2 separate regions of the Mus musculus genome follow, and region 1 is linked to region 2. A link is a contact called in public promoter capture Hi-C data. All regions are on one chromosome and are shown on one strand. The core of a region is the stretch at or near the end of the contact, and the rest is flanking DNA. Distances in the headings are between cores, read along the strand shown.

Evidence for each region. Promoter capture Hi-C pulls out the DNA fragments that hold promoters and counts their contacts.
Region 1: a promoter capture Hi-C map of liver shows a contact between it and region 2, with 3 times the contacts expected there. The contact joins the promoter of Ostc here to the enhancer-like site in region 2. A contact is called at or near these places in 3 of 39 promoter capture datasets (hippocampal neurons, liver and pre-B cells) and 1 of 484 Hi-C or Micro-C datasets (cortical neurons).

Annotation. Positions count from the first base shown.
Region 1 is chr3:130,708,069-130,711,639 of GRCm38.p6, forward strand. Ostc (oligosaccharyltransferase complex subunit (non-catalytic)) reads right to left here and starts at 1,376. Exons shown (of 4, transcript NM_025509.3): 1 at 1,169-1,376. The coding sequence starts at 1,307.
Region 2 is chr3:129,295,205-129,298,560 of GRCm38.p6, forward strand. The region is part of intron 10 of Enpep (glutamyl aminopeptidase); the gene reads right to left. Among named protein-coding and RNA genes, the nearest start is that of Enpep, 36 kb to the right of the region's middle. Within about 2 kb of position 1,982, at least 18 of the 459 cell types and tissues checked have an H3K27ac peak or open chromatin away from gene starts, as enhancers often do. A contact at or near this core is called in liver, where this site is marked.

The DNA.
Region 1 (3,571 bases), core at 126-2,625, 1.4 Mb after region 2:
TACAAAATGCGCCCTTCCATTTTGACCCAGTGGTTGGGGCAGCGAAATTCCCCCCAAACCCCATTCTAAAACCACCAAAACTGTGGCCCAATAGAAAGCTGAGGCTTCTCACAAAAACTGTCTCCAAAGGAAGCAAAAGTCAAGAAACAAGCTGGCAAGAATGAACACTAAGTTCTTAAAGCCCAAGGCATTAGGTGTCATATTCACGATTCACTGTGCTGAGCAAAAGTGAATGTTAACGCCACACACACCAGGTAATGTCTTTTTTTTTTTTTTTCTTAAACAACAACAACAATGTTTAAAGTGGCCTTTAGCATTTCCGTTAATGTGCACTCCGTAGAATGCCAACTCTACAGTTAAATACTGTCTTCTACCTCTTCAAATATGCCAAGTAGCCTCAGAAAGCAGTTAAGCAATAGCAATATGTCTACACACACCCTAAAAAAAGTTGAACCACTTTTGCTAACCAAAAATCTTTTTAATTTTCTGAATTAAGTAGTACACTACTTCCTAAATTCCTGAAGCCCAGTCCTGGATACATCCTGGAACTGTCGCTCCAAAGGGTGCTCTAGAGCCTGCAGACGGACTGCCAACTCACCAATAGGCAAAGCCACACCCCTCTGCATTTTCCACTTAAGGGATTTGGTGACAGATATCTAAAAAGCACTGCTTCCCTTCTATTTTCTGAGTCCCATTTTCTGCCCTCTGAGATACACCATCTTTTTGCAAGCCTCAATTCCAATCTCACGTATTTCTCAAAAAAACCGTGGCTTCGGTAAGTTCCCTTCTCATTCCTGTGATTTGACATAAAGCAATCCAAGCCCCTGGGGTCTGAACTAACAAACTCAAAGGTTATCAGATCTCTTCCACGATTTCAGGGTCCTCACGATTAGTTTAATAAAAGTCCCACACTCTCTCGACCAACCAAGGAAACACAGTGATTCAAAAATGATGTTCCCAAGACCCTGGTCAAACAATGCACAGCAAGAAATAACAACTAGCTGGACTTGACAATTATATCCAACTCAGCGCTCGAAGGAAAAAGCGGGCAGAGAGGAGACCATCTCTTTCCAGTGAAAGGCGTGAGCCTACGGGGCCCGGCTCGGGGGCCACGCGCCTCCGGAGCGAGCAGCCTGCGCGCCCACCCGACCCATCACGGCCGAGTTACCTCCGGTAATGAGGAAGTAAGATACCACTACCAGGGCGTACACCGTCATAGCCGACGGCATGTGCACCCAGGGCGGTTTCTTCAGCTTCAGGTTGGGGCATTCGAGCACTAAGAATGGGACTCGGTACAGAGTCTCCATGTCCCCGGCGGTAGGGCCAGCCCTCTGGCCTCCAGCCTCCCGCACCGCCCGGAAACACGCCCGCCTACTGCGCATGCGTAAGCCGAGGACCACAGGTCTGTAGAAGTCAGAAGGAGACAAGATATTCACTGTAGAAAGAAAGAAATTGCACTAACCTGATAAATAATATACATATTTAAAAATAAATAATAATGGTCGTTTTTAGGCTTGAGTGTGGGTTAGAAGCTTTTTTCTTACTGAGAGATCATTGTTTATTATATACCTTCCAGGACCTGCAAGGCGTCCTACGTGGCCAAGCCACAGAAGCGGAGAGATTAGCATCCCCACTGCCCCGCCCACTTGCTGACGCCACCTACTTGAGAGCTGATTGGCTGCTGGAAACTCTTAAGTTCATAGAGCTGGAGGATGAATGAAAGTTTAGATGTGTGCTCCCTTTTAGTATTGGAGGTCTCCCCTCGGGGCTTTAAAAAGCTCTAATTCGCTGAGCTTTTTCTTCATGCTGTATAGCGACGCTAATTGGCAGTAATTGCCAAAGTAGTATGGGCTTTATAAAAAATAATAATAATAAATGAATAAAACCCACACAGTCCATGTCAACCACAAACTGTGACAGAACAAATATTACTTTAAACCATTTTCAGTCACGCCTGAGTTAGTAAAAATCACCCAGGCCAAAAATCTTGAAGTCATTCTGGTTTCTCACCTTAATTACCTGCTTAGTAGGGCGCCGGCTTCAGCACCATAAATACTAAAATTGGAACGGAAAATCCTGCCACCTGGCTACTTCAGGTGTCTTCCTGCCAAGGTATCAAATGTAAATAAGAAAGGACTTTACTAGCTAGAGACAGTAATCCTGATCAATCAAGGAAATAACGGGCTATTATAAAACAGCAAGGAGGGGGGAAATGTTTTTGGAATACAGAAGCTCCGCTGCAGTGCCTCTTATCGTTCCCGTATCCTATGATAAAAAGCTTAAGCAACATAACAAGCCAATGGGGGTAGAAATGTTAGTGGCTTGGACCATTCAGATTTTAAAATTTGAGCCACAGCAGGAGTTAAGGAACTAAAATCATCTACTGTTAGTTTTACTATAAGCAACAGAAATATGAAGTGTGAACTGGCGATGAATATATTTTTTTTCAAAAACATACAATATGGATATCATGTCAAGCTGTGTCATACCATGCTTGTATTTCATTAACTCACAAAGCTGGAGTACCGCCGGGCAGTGGTGGCACACACCTTTAATCCCAGCACTTGGGAGGCAGAGGCAGACAGATTTCTGAGTTTGAGGACAGCCTGGTCTACAGAGTGAGTTCCAGGACAGCTGAGGCTATACAGAGAAACCCTGTCTCAAAAAACCATTAAAAAAATAAATAAATAAAAAGCTGGAGTAACATTGCCCAGATCCTTCTCACTGCATAATTATTTTGGTTTTCTTTTTTTTCTCTCTCTCTCTTTTTTAAAAAGGTGCCAGGATCAAAATTAGTGCTACAAATATGCTAGGCTGAGTTAAAACTCTGAAACGTTTTTAATTAGAAGAAACATCATTAGTTTTAAGAGACAGTATTTTTTTTAAACTACGGTCATTATTTCTAAAACTTTAAAATACTAAATTGAAAATGGGTAGATTAAATAAATATCTGGTGAAGCATCAATATAGTGAGATACTGGGGAACCAGCACATGTGATGCCAAAGAAGTTCATTTTTCCTGAAATGGAGAGATGCTCAGGGCAGGTCTGAAATGAAGAATAGCGGGAGTGAAAAAGAGGCCCGTGGAGAACTGACTCATTCATGTGTGCATTTTTCAGGCATCGTGCACTGACGAAAGTCTAAAGGAACATAAAAACAAACGTGTGTGTGATAAAACTGTAGACTATGCCTTTTCCAAAATACTACCAATTACATACGAACAACGTTTGTATGTAATATGCATGTTCAATATGTTATATTCTATGTTCGAAAAGTTTAAAGAGTTCCCAGTTATAACATGGCAGTTACTTTCTACCAAAGAATACAGTGCTGTGTTCTCCAAGGATTAGCTGGTTATAGTACAGTATAGTATAGTATAGTATAGTATAGGTTATATAGGTCTGCTTGTATCCAAGAGATGGTGGATATTTGTTATGATCAGAAACTCGATGTCATAAGTTCGGGGGCAATGTCTGCTTTATTACTGAATCTTCAGAGCTTTTGACCAGCTGGCATAGTAGGACCCATTAGCTACGTGTTGACTGGATCAGTGACTGAGCCTCTTCCATAG
Region 2 (3,356 bases), core at 732-3,231:
AGCAAACAGAAAGACACTCAGAAGAGGTCAGTCAGCCCACAGTGTAACCGAGAGCACAAAAGAGCAGCTTGGAAGAGGGAGGGCTAAGCCTTAGCCTAGGAAAGGGCCAGTCCCACCCACCCCACTGTGGGTGAAGGTGCTGCTTAGACATTCTTATTCACATATGCTAATTATACAAGATAGCAGGATGCCTGAAAGTATTTATTGCTGTCTAATATTTTGATAAGGAGAAACATGAGGAAAACTCGTTTCCGTTTGGAAATCTCTTGCTTCTTTGTTCAGCTACTATTGATTTGTAACAAATTGTTCTCAGTGAGGAAGAAAGAGCAGATTTTCTGTTTCTTTTCCTGTGAGTATATAATTCTATTTTATAAATCCAACACAAATAAATCTACTTTATGATAATTTTAGAGGCTAAAATTCATGCCTGTAGGAATCACAATAAGATGCATACAATATCTGGTTAAAAACTTAAGAAAAAGATTAAGTATCAATGCTACAACTGTAATCTCTTGCTGAATAAAATTTAAAAATTTATGGTAACAAAAAGGGATTTTATTCTTAATGATGTGTTTGGTTCACTTAGTTGTAATTTTTTTAGGGGAAGGGTCTGTATAGACCAGAATGGATAAACCAGGAGGTTTGTTTCTGGTTTGTTTGTTTGTTTGTTACTCCAATCCCTCTAGCTCAAACAAAGCAAGAGCTGTCTTTGCTTAATAAATCAGTGGCTACCCATGACAGGAGGAAACAATTACTGGGAAACCTGCCTAGTGGAAGGTTGTTTTGCAAGACAGAGGATGTTGCTGCCTTACTCACTGTAACATCCAATGCGCATGTTGTCACTGGAGGGAACTTGGGAAAATACAAATGTCATCTGTCAGTGTTCTCCCTCCGGTCCCTTGATTTCTCACTATCCTAGCCAATGTCTCCACCCTCTATTGTGGCTTGCATCCCTGTCCCAGGCTTTCCCTCCCTCTCCTTCCTTGCCCACCCCCCCAGTCTTCCTATGCAGCCTTGTAGCTAGTCTGCCTGCATTCAAATGAAGGTCCCATCACTTCCTCTCTGAGCAACCTTGAATGAGTTGCATAACCGCTTTCTGCCTCGATTTTCACATTTCCCCCCCATAAAATAGATCCAAAGATCCTCTCCTATCTGTGTGGTTTCCATGTGGGTCATCAGATTTGGCTGCCAGTGCCCTCCCCCACTAAGCCACTGACCCTATAATTTGTGCTTTAACTAGATTTATAAAAATATACAAGAAATAAAAATGTAGATGATACAGATTTGTACATCTTAGTTGAATCTTCATACTTTGAAATTACTAGTTTTGGGGTTTTTTTGGTTTGTTTTGTTTTTGAGACAAGATATCTTTATATATAGCCTTGGCTATCCTGGAACTCAATCTGTAGACCAAGCTAGCCTCAAATTCTTGAAATCTGTCTGTTTGTCCCCACTGGGTGCTGGGATTAAAGGTGTGTGCCACCACTGTCTGGCTTAGAAATAAAGTTTTAATTAGAAGTGTTTAGATGAACTTGGTCCCATGTATAAGTTTATGTGTTTTATATATAAGATAATTTGATTAAATTTCAAAGTGAAGTGCTGCTTAAATGGTCAGGGGAATTTGCCTTGGGCAATTTGTACATAAGTTCATAATTAATAAAAAGTTTGAAGAGCTGGTGCTGAAAACCCTAGGCTGTCACATCCCTTCCTTGGGCACAAGCTTCTGGCCTGGCTCTCCAGTTTAACTTGACTAACATTACCCAATATGTTCTACTTTAACCACGAGAGGCACGGGCTAGTTCCCTCATGTTACTACTTCTGTTTCCCTTTAACAGTAAACATTTTCAAAATAAAATCATTCTCAAGCTTCTCCCTGGGTCACACGTGGACCTCTAGGGGAGAGTCTTGCCCCACCTTTTTTGGTGTGACTGTCGTTCTGTGACATGCCACTAGCCACTGAGGGTTTCACAACCAGCTCTCAGTTCACAGAGGTCAATTCACAGAGTTTGTTCATTTCCATGTGATACACCCATGGGACCCAAGGACAAGCTACACACACTATCCCTGCCAGCTGGCAAGGATCCAGCTCCTGCCACACTGGGTCAGGTCCTATCACTCGCCCACAGACTCTGCCACTGTGCCTAGCTGTTCACCCCTTCTTCGGACACTAGGCTTTCAGGTTTGCCTTCTTCATAGTTACCATCTCGTTGTGTCAGTTTTACATTTTTGGAGAATTTCTCCCAAATTTACTTCATTGAAAATTTTAGTCTTCCTTCTGGGTTCTCAATTTGCCTTTCGAAGGCACTGTGTCTTGTACAATAAGCACATAGCTTTTTTTTTTTAAGTCTGAATATTTCTTATAATTTTCTCTTTCTTTCTTTCCCCCCTTTTTTTCTTCCCATTTTTGGTTCCTGATTAATGTCCGTAGAGTCGGGACTTTTTCATTTGTCCACCTGGGATTGTTTAAGCTTTCATGCTTAGCCATTTTTCATGTGTCTTCTAATTCTCCACTGTCTATTCATATTTAAGAAAGGAGAGTTGAGTTGATCACGTTGTTGTTCTGAGTCTGCATGTGTGATGTGTGCATCTGTGTGTGGGTGTGCATATCCACTTGTGTGGACGTGAGAGGATCCTTACCATCCACCGTATATGAGACAAGGTCTCTCTGTTGTCCACTTTCGCGTATGCAGACGGGCTGAGGATTCTGGGGAATGTCCTGAGGCCACTATGCGTCTTACCATAGAGGTACTGGGGCTGCCAGTGCGTGCTGCTCTATCTGGCCTCACATGGGTTCTAGGGATGCAAACTCGGACCCTCAAGCTTTCATGGCACGTCTGTTACCAACTAAATCATCTCTCAAAACGGAATTGATTACTCTTGAGGGCTTGGATGCTACCCCTTCTACAGAGGAGGAAGATAGGTTTTGGAAACAAGCCTCTCCCGTGAGCAGTCGTAGGGGAAGCCCAGCCCATGCTCCTTGCAAGGATGGCTTTGCTCCGGAGCCTCCACTGTGGAAGTCTTTGGCTGTCCTCTACTGTTTTAGTATATTTGGAAGGGGGTGGGGAACAAGCCATCTGGATTCCTGCCTGCTGTCACTGCCAGACTTCTGAGAGTTCTCTAACAGTGAGGGCAAGAGTGATGGGTGGGAATGAAGCGGAGGAGTAGGTCCGAAAGGCACAGCCTGGGCTCACTACTCAACCCATTTTTCAGATCCTCTGTATTCTTTATTGTGCACTGCACACTGTAAGTGCAGAGCCTGCCTAGGGAGGTCACTGTAATTATCTGTCAACATCTTTCCCAGTTCCCTTTGGACCATGATTTTCCCTTTAGCCTTTCTCCCAGCATTCCATACTGCC